Linked DNA regions of Triticum aestivum: region 1 is linked to region 2. Evidence: chromatin contacts called from public Hi-C data. All regions are on one chromosome and are shown on one strand. Each heading gives the region's core, a stretch centred on a gene start, on an enhancer-like site or on the middle of the called end of the contact. The rest is flanking DNA. Distances are from core to core; before and after follow the strand shown.

Region 1 (6,835 bases), core at 2,990-5,489, 63 kb after region 2:
GCCCACGCGCCTTTTTCGCTTGTGCCGGCTCCCCAAGCGCCCCCCAGGGCGCCGGGTTCGGCCTGGGTCCGTCGGCACCAGTTTTGGCCCGAGCCGGCGAAAAATGGGCTTCTGGGGGCACGACTGTGGCCTTTTTTGGTGCCGGCGCGGCAAAATCGCCTGGGGAGGGCCTGTTGGGGGCGTGGCTGGAGATGCCCTGAATATTGGATATCTGTAGCATTACATTTTGAACCTAATTTTGGTCTGCTAACTCTAGCTTGCTTTTCCATGTTAATCAGAATGTGGTGAATTTTTGTAATAAAAAACATGTCACTCCTTGAGTGACAGCTTTTATAGGGTGTAGAAAAGAATGACTTCAAAGAAAATGTACTTTGTAGATGTTCTATATTTCTCGGTTGCGAAGAAGCAGAAAATGAAGAAGTAAGTTGTCTAACCATTTGATCTGTCTTAGTTTGCTTGACTCTAATTGTGTAGCTTTTGCATCAATTCATTTGGATCCAATGTTGCCTCGTGTAAAGAATAACCCATGTATCTTGCTTCAGCTTTTATTTTTGAACTAGGACAAAATATTATAAGAGAACTTCCACATTCACTCATGGCAATGTATGATCATAAATATGTTGTATCATTGGTTTCAGACATCTGAATGAGAAGAAAAAGAAGTGCAAGGCTGGTAAGGTCGAGACTCATCTTGAATTCCCTGGACGTGAAAAGGTTAAATTTGGTGAAATTGTCGAAGCTCCACCAAAGTTATCATTCCCAAAGGTGCCTTATCTACTCAAAACCTTTTATGTTATTAGATTTGGTCGGATTCATATGAAGGGTTGACTGAACTTTTGAAGGACGCCCCATATGCTTCATTGCTTGTATGTTTGTCTTAGATTCTTATGAGATCTCTGCCAATATGAATTTGACTGTTGGCATTTGTTATTACCAAATAGATCACTTTTCAGCCATTTAGAAATTAGAAGTTGACTTCTTGTAAATGTGAATTTGGTGTACAGGATTTGACAACAAAAAATAATGTTATATGATGAATGAATGATATTTTTAACAACCGAAGTGATGTTTGACATTGAGCTTTCTTATTCTTGCAGCACACTGTTAATAGTACTATTCCGTTGAACTGATGCAATTTGTGTACTAACAAGTTTTCACCTTCCCGACGTGGGCGCAGAGGTGATCGACGCTGACAAGCGCGGCCCGGTGGCGCTGTGCTCTTCAACCACTCAGAGGCGGACTTCGCCGTGAAGCCTAATGGCCACGTCGCACAGATGATCGTCAGGTGATTTCGACGCCGGAGGTCGCCGATGTGGAGGACCTCGACGCCACCGTCCGCGAGAGGGAGGATTCGTGTCCACCGGCGTCTGAACTCCTAGCCTTGTAGATACATCTAGAGAGGTGGTCTGTTTAGGTTGGTGGTAGACCACTAGGGAAGGTACCCACCTTACGATGATGGTTGTGTGTGTCTGATGTTAAATGGAATCTTGAGATGGTTCTGTGAGTTGGTTTGATTTGCACTGGACGTATTACCATTCATGAGTACTACATCTAATTTTTATTTTTTTAATTCCTAAATTGTTAGTAGTAGCGTGGGTCAAAAGTGAGGGCTACTAGTAGTTAGTTTAGTAATAGCATGGGTTTTAGGTTAGTAGAGCGTGCGTGCACACGCGCTACTACTAACTTTTTAGCTATAGCGCGGGGTAAAAAACGCGCTACTGCTAAAAATTAGTTATAGCACCGTAGCAGTAGCGCGGGAACCCACGCTACTAGTATGCAAAAAAATCACGCTACTGGTAGTGTTTTTCCTAATAGTGATGTCTTTTTATAGATTTAAGAATCTAGTATGATATGTCCGGATGCAACAAGTGAAATTGAGGCGTGCCCGGTCACTGCACGTGGACGCTCCCGAGCGCGTCCACGGGCGTTTGAGGAGCCATATTTGTCATATGTGGCTGTAGATGCTCTTAGGGCATCTCCAATGGCAACCCCCCAAATTTCCTCCCGCATCCGTCGGCGGACACAGATGCAGGAGGATACCATCCAACCATAGCCACATATATCCGGTCTTTCTCTTTTCTTTTTTCAAGTCCGCACGATCAAATAGACGCATGCAAGTGGTACAAATGTTCAAATAGTTGCATGCATTACTAGTTTAAATTAAAAAGAAAATATTACATCCCAACATTGTTTTCCCCTTTGACCTCCCATTGGTACTCAATCGGATCTTTCTTCAGCTGCTCATGAGTTGGTCGACGCTGAATTTATTGATGCATTTGAATAAACTCTTCAAATGTGTCCGAATTCTGGTCTGGCATGGTGAGAATAGCAGTAGCGGATGGTACCTGACGGGGCGATCGGAGGACAGGGGTTGAACAAAGACGGAGGAGAAGCGGGGTGGAGCCCCGCCGGAGCGCTGGAGGTGCCAGAGACGTAGAGTTCCGGCAGGGGTGTGGCGTGGTGGCCGGGGTGGTGGAGCGGCGGCGAAGGCGAGAGAGGAAGAAGAAAGGAGAGAAAATGGGGAGGATGAAGTCGCGGGGTCAGGGGAGGGTTTTGGGTGGGCCGGGCGTGTCAGATTCCTACGTTTCGCATGCCCGGCCTCCCGCAAAGCTTCTCAAATTTTGTCTCTAGTTTGCGGAAGAAATCGTGTCCGGACCGCCCCGCCACCGATACAAGCATGCGTTGGACGGCTTCTGCTGTCCGGATAGATGCGAATGATTTGTGGGTCCGTTTTAAAGATGCCCTTAAAAAGATGCATTTATTTTTCTTTTGAAAAGGGGTGTTTACCCCAAGAAGATGTAATATATTGCCATGTTAGCTATGATCACCAAAGGGTTCTGCACCTATCAAGATCCTTATCGTATCTCCAAGTCAAATGTGGCTGCAAGCATAGACCACTAGCAATATATACCGGCTAACTTTTGCAATGGTGTTTGTCAATGTCATGCTAAGTGCCCTTTGAAACCCCTTTAGATGTCCCCTTAAAGCTATATGCCACTCCCTTCTCCTTGTAGGTTGTAGTAGTACAAACTAGTAAGTAACAAGTTGAATTTTCCATGTATATTTTTCGATTATATTTACCGTACTTCATGTCACTTGTGGTAGGATGATGACACATATGATATGAAACAGACTGAGTATAATTGCGCATTATCTGTTGTTTATGGGATATGTACGCCACAAACATTTTTATTGAAGGTACCTAGCTAGAAAACACATGGATAAATATTTTATTTTCTGTTAATAGTAGCACTGTCCTGCCATGCCATGCCAGTGACCAGGGTCCAAATCCAAGCACTTAAAGTCCTGGTAGCACATCTGAAAGCTGAACATGTGGACCGGTGATTGATTAATTGGAAATTTTGGCCCTTCCAGGTCCCAAGAGCTAGCCCCCAAGGCCTGCAAAGAACAAGAAAGACTAAGACCATTCTCAAGGGCAGAAGAAGAATCTTTGAGATCCTGAATTTTACTCCAAGGACTTGTACATCTTGTCTTCTTTCTCTATCCGTTGAATTATGCGCCGGAGATTAGGATCCTTTAAACAAACATGGCGCTAGAGATTCTTATATGTTATCTTATCTCATCTTAAAACCTAATTTATTAGTGGGGATGAGGTGAGATCAGATCCTGATCCCTTCCTTGTGGTTGGACCATAGAAGCTTGGAGGTGCATGCCATCCATAGGAAGGAGTAATATATATCCTTTTTGTGGTGTGAAGGTGCTGCCATGGAGCACTCACTCAAGATTCTTTCACAGGATTGTGACAGGGCACCACCCAACGAACTCATTACTGTACCAATTAAGTGAAAAGATTGTGTGAGTCTGTCTCATCTATCCTTTCTTAATCGGTATGAAGTCCTAAAGAAATAGGGTAAAACAATGCCAACGAATTGCATACAAGAAGCATAAAAGCAAAGTTGTAGTGGTTGCACCAGCCCAGGAGACTCTGCAGTTTGTGCTGTGACTTTGCTCGCACGGAAAATTTTAGGGCAGAGGCTTCATTTCTACTAAATCATAATTTCTTTTTTGTAAATACTCAAGTTCTCGACACGTTCTGGACTGTTTGGTTGGAGAAGAAAACAAACAGCTAGAGAGATTCTTGTTTCCGCGGGGAAAAGGAGGAGGGAATCGACGAGGTGGACTCGCATGTTGCTTCTGTCGGCTTCTCTGTGGCGCCGTGCTAACGTGGCCGTCTGTCAGTGAGACAGGCACATCGAATCGCCGCATAGCTGGACCCGCCACTTGGTTAAAAGAGGAATATATCCACAGGTCAGTGCTTGGCCAGATGCAAAGGAAAACGGAGCACGGATGTGGCTGTATATGCGGCAGTTTGTGACCGTCCGCATGCACTGGATTCAGCTGCACCCAAATTCCCTAGGAGCAAAAGCGAGGCCTGGCCTGGGAATTTTACTAGTACTACTAGATTCTCTGTTTATCTGAGATTTTGTTTACTAGAATTTCGTTCCGCGAAAAAAGTAAATCTTGTAGGGGCTCCAAGTGACCGATGTCCTATGCTAAAATTCGCCTACAAACTCTTTTGATTGATTCATTGTACGACTGGCTTCGAAAAATCCTTGCAGTTTCCTTTTTCGATTTACAGTGTCTTGATAACCCTAACTCGAACTCAGTTGTAATTGTGGCTTCCGACTAGATAGAAAGATACCATCCCCATTTTTCTACCAACACCAACTCATTTTCAATCCTATGCTTTTCTTGGTAACTGTTAGATTGATGTAACATGGTACTGGTAGCACCCAAGGAAAGACGGCTAGCACTAGAAATATGCGCGTCATGCTCAGCTGCCGGAATCAGAAAAGAAGAAAGAAGAAATTCCTTTTGATTTGCTGCTTTCCGCGAGAATCTCGTGTGAAGTTAGAGAATATTTGAGCCACCAAAGGGTGATGGACATCCATGGACCATGAATTCTACCTTTGATTTCTCGTTGTATTTTTTTTCTTGGATATTGACATTAGGGGCACTGTTGTGTTTGCTTTTACGCATAGGTGATAGGTAGAAGAAACAAAATAAGAATTCGGAATTGCCTTGTTCCCCCGAAATCTATGTCCTGTGGACTGTATGTATGGATCGGCTACTGCGGCTATAGAGAAGAATCAAACGCATGTGCCTCCATAAGAAGATACAACATTTGTAAAGATTCATGTTCCAAAAAAAAGAACATTTGAGATTCAGGATAGGTAACTTGACTAGGCAAAATATCGCCGATTCTAGAACCGCTCATTTTTACGGCGCCCATACAAAGCCAGGCTATTATTGTATTACTTGCGCGTTGCTTTGTCGAAGATGGAAGAATCTTCTAAAGTCTCGTTCCCCATCTCCTTTCAAAGGAAAATGGCCCAATCTTCGCGCAAAAAGAAAGATGTTGGCCATGATCGGATCGGGTAAGATCTCAATCAGTCTATTGGACGGTACTCGAGCTGCACTCATCCCCGTCCACATCCGTGAGCCATACTATTATGCGACTCCAGTTCCCATTTTTGTTTTGCTCCTACATGCACATGTAGTTCTAAACGAAAATGTCATTTGGGGTCTATTGAAACACGGAAAACAATCTATCCAGAACAATTTGGTCCCCACGGGGTTTAGCTAATAAAATAGATCACATTTGAGATGGGTGTGGTATTAGATGGGAAAGTAATGTTGATTTTACGGAGGAATATGGCAGGTTGGAAGGACAATACATAGAGCATTTCAGCCTTCCCATAGAAAAGTGCCAAGTGTTTTTGAAGAAAGCAAAATATAGGTGCATGTACCAGCGAAAACTTCTCATCAACCTATTGTCGGCTCAAAATTTGTAGGTTTATATCATATGGGACCTACCCCTTTTTATGGACTTCAATATGCGGCTTCCGAGAAAAAATCCTACTTGTTGATATCATAAGATTATCTCTCAAGATCTACTATTCACCGCCTTCAGTGCGTGCTATGTCACTCCTGCCTGAAGCGCACCCTCATCAGCCGAGCACTACTATACATCATTGTCACTACTCACCTTCTCTCACACTTGTTGACGCACACACAAACATTTGCCCCAATCGTCGCTTCTTGCCATGTCGCGTTGTCTAGCTTGAGTCGCCACCTCTATCGGTCTACTGCGGCCTGCACATCCTCGAAACCCCACAACACCAATACACCTTCTCCCGAATCCCCGCACCCCAACCGTAACCTCCTCATAGCCACCTCAAACTTTAGTAGCCCGTAACCGCCACGCCTTCATGAGAGATTCCATGACCAACCACATCACCTCTATCTGTGGCTCGCTTCCGTTGGCAACGCCATGGCTGGTTGGGGCATCTCCAACTATGACCCCATCTCCGTCTCGCCTCCGCCATCGGCTCATGACAAGCCATGTTGTTTTTGTCTCGACCACCATGCGAAATATTTAGTGCATACAGTCTAATTTAGCCATTTACAAATGTTGATTTTTTTTAATTTTCTATAATGTAGTAGCAAGAAGGATCCTTGAGATCCAAAGTCAAACCACAACATGAGAAACAAAAATGACAATTTTCATTGATGATAAATAAAATGGGCCGAATTGAAGCCAAGTCATATTAGTACTATTCAAACTTTGATTTGTCTTTTTTATATATCAATATATATTTTAGATTTGGATTTAAAATTTCATACAGTGGTAGATATGAATCATAGTTGCATCCTAATACATTTTCATACATTTTCAATATTTCTTTTTTTTTTCTAGAGATCGGGTGCACCGGTAGAACCAAATGCCCGATGCATCGGGTATGTTACCTGCTCAACATCGCAAAACCAGCGAAATAGGTTGAGCCCATCGTCATTTTTCTACCAACACCAA
Region 2 (6,347 bases), core at 3,071-5,570:
TGGTAAGCTTGTCAATGACAACGAAGATAGCATCATTTCCACGCTTGGACTTAGGAAAACCAGTCACGAAGTCCATCTCGATATGGTCAAACTTCCATTCCGGAATAGCAAGAGGTTGGAGGAGACCAGCTAGCGTGGACTGCATCGACTGCTTGTGGCTAAGATGGAGTCGCTATGCATTTTACTTTCCGCTATTTTCTGATTGTAATAAATGCCATGAGACATTTCTATATGTGTGCCTTGTGGCAAGATTTATTAACTTATAATATTTTTATGTATTGTGCAATGATACCATTTTGCTGTGTTGCCAACAATGATCCTAGGGTTGACAAATATACACAGAAGGGCCAGGAAGTTAATTATGGGTTCTCACACTTGGTCACTACACTTTGGTGGGACCGAATGTCATCTCAGTTCTACCGAGCTTCTAGGGTTTGGATATGGCTCTGTCTAGGTTGAACTCGGTGGGAATGTATCGGTGGGACCGAGTTTGACATTTAAGGTTTCGACAGATTGGAATGTGGAAAAGTGGTTGAGGGTTTTGGAGCAATATCTTCCAGCACTTTGAGAAATTAAGTCATCATCAAAATCTCATCTCCTTTTAATAGTATTGGCTTTCCTATGGACTCAATGTGATCTTGAATCACTAACCAAAAATGAAGAGTCTTGAAGCTTTTGGCAATGTGCTTCCTTAGCATTTTAAGGGATCCACATCCACATGTTCTTGCCATGCCAACATTGAACTTTCCTGAAATCTATCTTTGAGTAGGCATTAGTTCAATGATATATATGTCGTTATTAATTATAAAGACCACCCGGGGATTATTTGCACTTTTAGATAGCCTCTCGGCGACCTACCCGTTGAAGACGGCCCGGATGATGTCGGAGAAGGACGACATGGCTAGGACTTGGTGGTGGGAGATGGGATCGGCTAGATGAAATGGATAGAAGATGCTCTGTATACCATGTAAACTTGTGGTAAGCGTCGTACCTCGTTGGAGGCGACGGCTATATGTTATATAGGCGCGGGCATATCCTTGAGATAAGAAAGAATAGAGAGATTGAGATGAATGTTGTTGCAAGAATCTTAGCTATCTATCTTTATCTAACTAACTCGGTTGAGTCCACCCGGATGCGCCTCAACTACGTGACACAACACGTTTAGCGTGTGGGAGCAGAATCAAGAGACCGCGAGAAGGGGCTAGGAGAGAGAACCTGTTATGGAGAAAGGAGCCATCGTCGAGGACTGCAGATATCTGCCAACCAACACGCGAAACACTAGCACGATGGCTATTAGACAACAGAGACTTCGGACCATCCAATCAATGTCCTTGGCTTGGGAACTTCGGACCATCCAATCAATGTCCTTGGCTTGGGACAACATATTACCAGCTGGCAGCGGTCATGAAGTGGAAGGGGCGGCAAACAGAGTGACGGGGTAAAAAAAATGTCGTTTATTTGAAGAAGAAAAACAAATAGAATTGTTGAGGTGGCAGATTTGCTTCGGTGGAAGGCTACATGTTGATCGCTGATGTGGATGGGCTGCATGAAGAGAAATCGAATAGTAGGGAGCTTCTATTTAGATATAATATTTCCCTCAAAAAAAGTTGGATATAATAGATACATATGTGTGCATGTAATGATGCAGGGGCCTCTGAGTTAATCCCCCTTTCTACAAAAACATTAGAACATAGTAATGTTATGTCCACTAACATCTAGTGAGATATTACCCTTGGTTTATCGCGCCACCAATATATGGATTTTCCAAACTTACATATTAGTGTTGTAGCATAGGATGAAGATCCAAGGCTCTGCTGCCACACGGAAAATTGGCAGTGAGCTCCTCCTGGTGGATGCCATGGAGTGCACGCACGACAGATCGTCACCCAATTTTTTAACCAAAAGTTCTATAGAATGTTAATAACATAGCTCATACAGTATAACCCAACGACTCACGTCAGTTCAGTTAACTCTCGGCACATTCCACCTCAAAAAGAACACACCTCTCAATCTCAGAACCTCTCACCCACTTTACACAAAGAAGAAGAAAAAGCCTCAATCCTGAACCCCTCAGCGGTGTGTTGCTGTGCAGCGTGCCTCTGAAATTCTACACATGTTCTTTTGTGTTCAAGACGACAACGAAGCCTTCGTGCCGTTCTGCTGCATCTCCCAGCTGTAGCTCGCCGACTTGCCGTCCTCCTCTTCGTTCTCCTCGCCGCCATCGCAGCTGTCTCCGACGGTCACCGACATCCCCCGGCTCGACACGGTGAGCTGCAGCGGCCCCTGAGGCGAGCCAGACTGCGACGAGCTGTGCTGGGACGTGGTGTACTGCTCCGGCCGTGGCCACTGTCCGGCTGACGCCGACTGCTGCTGGTCGCCGTCGGATGCTCGCCGTGTGTGCAGCCTGTATTTCTGCAGGAAGAGAATTGTATTTCTGGTAAATGTTCTGATGCACATGTGGTCGGAAACATGGAAAATTGTACTCTACTAGATTAGATTGATGAACAGAAAGAAGTTAATAAGAACAAACCTGCAGGTGGCTCTTGACCTCATCATTCGTGAGCCCATCCACCTTCATCATCTCCCTGATTTGCTTAGGAGTGGCCACTGCATCAACAGCAAAGCAAAATTTCAGCACACCAGCCACGAAGAACATATCTTAATTGTCCAAAGCATTCCGACAAATAATGTGATTTACGAAATGCTCAACCCCCACCTTGCGGGCCGCCGAGGCGCTGGAGAGCGGCGACGAACCGGCGGTGCAGCTCCGGCGACCAGCACCTCCTGGCCTTCCGCTGCGCCGACTGCTGCTCGCGTTGAGCGCCAGCGTCCGTGACGGCGCTGCTGTCGGCACTCGGGGCGGCCGGGCAGGGGGCGTCGATCGCTGGAGATGAGAAGGACAGCTCCGGGACTGCCATGGCCGCCGCCTCTGGTCTCTCCGATGATTTTGCTAAGGTTGGCAAGCCATTCAGTGGCATGAATGCATTGGACACCTGATGCAATTCAGATTAACAACACAGGTAAGAAACAAGAAACAGACAGATACGCTATCTGAAATTGACTTCTTCAGAATATGAGCTAATGAGATTGGGATTGTTGTTGTCATGGGAATGGGATGCAAAATCTGTAGGATAAATTGACATCTTTTTTAAGAAAACATTGACACCTCAAAACCGCCACAAAAAAGTAGTATGATCTGAAGATAGCAAGACAAGCCATCTTGGCATATTTGTGGTGCAAAAATCTCCAAAATGAACATTGCACATGAGCTGAAAAAGCTAGCACAAAATTTCCCCACTTTTCACTGACGAGACGAGTTGTAAAGTTTCCCAGTTTTTCAGTGTCACATAGTTTAACAATTCGCCATCATTCTTGAACATTATAGTACAACTTTTTAGTATTTTTAGTTCTTGATGACATTATGCTAGTATACTTTTCACCCTTTGCAAAACAATCTTAATTAAATTATCTAGTTAGCATGATTAATTAAGCACAGGTTATAAAATTCCACCTCGTTTTTACATTTGATAATTTGAACTGGCCACATCTCCTTTCGGTGTTCCATAGTTCCCATTTCATGGCCCTACCTTTTGCGCGTGTTTCTTGACGCTGTCGCCATTGCTGTTGCTGGTGCTGCTGTGGCTCCCGCAGGTCCAGAGCTGCGCGGAGCTCATCCAGCTCCGCTTGTCGCTCGCGTCTGCTTCCGTCTTGACGACCTCCGCCTTCCTCTTTTCCGGCGGTGCAGGTGACGGCGACGGCGCCGGTGCGAGCAGCTGATCCGGCGCGGGTCTCCGGTGCTGCGCCACCTCATCTTTCAGCCACTCGATCACTGCACCCAACACGACAGAAAGATAAAACTCAGCCAAACAATTCAATAAACCTGGAACCGTTTGCGACTTGCGAGAGCGGGGCGGGCGGACGGACGCACCGTCGGCGATGAGGTGGACGCTGATGGGGAGCTCGCGGCGGAAGACCTCCATCTTGGCCTTCTCGGCCTCGAGGCTCCGGGCGCACTCCTCGAGCCTGGCCGCCTTGTCCGCCGCGCTGGACCTGGCCACGGCCGCCCTGAGCGAGTCTGTCACCGTCCTCGCCGCCAGCGCCCGCAGCCGGTGGTCCTCCCCCGCTCCGCTTCCGCCGCCGTTGAGGACGACGGCCTCCTTCTGCACCGCAGACGACCCCATCGCCGCCGCCAGTCCAGACTCCAGAGCTCCCTCTCACCGCGCGAGATGCAGCACGATCGACCCCGGTCTCGCCCGGACAGATCCACAACGACGGAGAGGAGGTACTGGTAGGAGTGGGAATGGAGATGGTGGTGCCGTTTGCGTGCTGGTGCCGCGTTTATACCGGAGGAGGAGACGGTTCAGGTGGCCGGGGGGAGGGCAGAATGGTCATTTCGGAAAGGAACAGCATGGAATCGTCCACGGAAGATACTACTGTCTTCTTTCTTGCTCCCTACTACTCTCCTACTTATCCTTTGTAAATAAATAAAACTAGGGGGGGGGGGGGGGGGAATGTTTGTCGACAATTCACTGGCGGGGAAAAAGTTCACGGCGCTTATTACCAAGCTGCCCAGTGCTTTTCTAGCTAATTGTAGAAGTTGGTTTATTTGGGAATTTTAGCAACACTTAGCTACTACACCAGTGTACCACGCGGTAGTGAAGATTTTACAAGAATCTAAGAAACATTCTTTTGCGGGAATAAAAATCGCTTTCTTGAGTATTAGAAAATATCGTTATATACGCAAGAGGGTATACAACAATTTTTAGGTGAAGAAATAATTATTTTTTTACATGAAAGGTTTGCACTTATGGGAGGGTGGTAGGGGCAGGACGGTAAAGTGGAGGGGGGGGTGGGAGTCGGAGAAAAGAAGATGCTGCCCGCATGCGGTGTGGATGGATGTGGTTGGCAGGCGGGGGCAGAGGCAGAGGCGTTTCGTCGCGTAACACAGAAGAGGCGTCCAGATACCGCCTCCTCCCACGCGCCCGCGGTGCCCCGTCCCCCGGAAGCCGGAATCTTTTCCCGCACTTTCACGCCGCACCCCCTCTAGATTCCCATAACACCACACAAGGCCCTCCTGCACCCCGGAATCTTTTCCTCTTCATTTTTGGGGAGCACGATGCGTTATTGAAAGAAAAAAAAGCTTTCTTGAATCCTCAGCGGCGTGCAATATTGGAAAAGATGGAGGGGCCGGATGACGGTTGATGGGCGGAAGATTCCCTTTGGCTGTCATGCGTATTCCGTGGTCCATTCGGCCAAGGAATCGCGGCGTCTCGGCTCGGCTGCTGTGTTGAAGATCCGGCTGGTGGAGTAGGTGAGACGTAGGCATCCAGTCGGAATAACCATCGGGATAAACGCAGGGCCACGTGGCTACCGCCATTGTAGCTCCTATCCGAGCTAGCTAGACTTGTTGGTGCTGGCCTGCTGCATGAACCTCCCAAAAGTTCTCATGGTCTTTTTTTCCTTTCAGAATTGTACCATATATATTTTTCCTTATAGACTGACTTTATGTATTTTTTAACACAACACAGGCACACACGCTCCTAAATACGCGCATACACTCATTTCTATAAACACGCTCACATCCAGCCTCTATGAGCACCTCCAAGAGACCGAGCCAGCACATCATCTTGAGATTGACGAAGTCGTTACAGACGCCTTCGTAGGTAACAGGAGTGCCTCCTCGCAGTGAACGCACGTAAGCGAAAGGCCTGAAACAAATTCAGAAAATTGCGACCACCGGTGTCAAGTCTAGGACTTGAACCCTGATAGGATGGGATATCAATGTTCTTTTAACCATTCAACCACAGATTAGTTCAGGATGGGCTATAAACCTGTCTACGATTTTGCTCAATTTCGTCGATTATTGCCTAGCGAGGTGGATGTGCTAGCAAGCATGTTATGCCTTTCGCTTCTCTGCTACTTCAAAATGATTGTGTGTATAATATCCTTGGCAAAAGTAAAACTGAGCACATAAAGTATAATTACAATTTTTGTTCATCAAAGCGAACTGTCGAAGATGGTGCCGAAGACACGTCAGTTGTGATTTGCGAACTGTCGAAGATACCGCGTCACCCATAAATCCACTTGCTGCCACCCGAAATGATCGAGAACAACCCCCCCCCCCCCCCTTCCTCGATGCCAACGACAACTGCGACACAGTTAAGGAGAACAGTGTAGGAGGACCGGCCATCGCAACTCTATTGATGTGATGTGCCATCAACCGCCGCCGCGAGCATACACTAGGGACTTTTGTGCAGAACACAACACTAGGGGCGAATCTCGTTGCTGCCGCTGCAACGTTCGACAAACAACAAGATGGGGAGGTAGAGCTCCGCCAATCCGGGTAG

What was found. Hi-C and Micro-C count contacts between places; a contact is called where the count stands out from the background.
Region 1: a Hi-C map of leaf shows a contact between it and region 2, with 5 times the contacts expected there. The contact joins the enhancer-like site here to the promoter of LOC100873126 in region 2. A contact is called at or near these places in 3 of 5 Hi-C or Micro-C datasets (leaf and root) and 1 of 1 datasets of contacts at active chromatin or transcription factors (leaf).

What each region holds. Positions count from the first base shown.
Region 1 is chr5B:91,099,207-91,106,041 of IWGSC CS RefSeq v2.1, forward strand. No RefSeq gene overlaps it. Among protein-coding and RNA genes, the nearest start is that of LOC100873126, 62 kb to the left of the region's middle. Within about 2 kb of position 4,240, at least 2 of the 8 cell types and tissues checked have an H3K27ac peak or open chromatin away from gene starts, as enhancers often do. A contact at or near this core is called in leaf, where this site is marked.
Region 2 is chr5B:91,035,915-91,042,261 of IWGSC CS RefSeq v2.1, forward strand. LOC100873126 (transcription factor HHO6) reads right to left here and starts at 4,321. Exons shown (of 5, transcript XM_044531123.1): 1 at 3,929-4,321; 2 at 3,588-3,829; 3 at 2,717-2,993; 4 at 2,531-2,607; 5 at 1,989-2,412. The coding sequence starts at 4,181. The coding sequence ends at 2,128.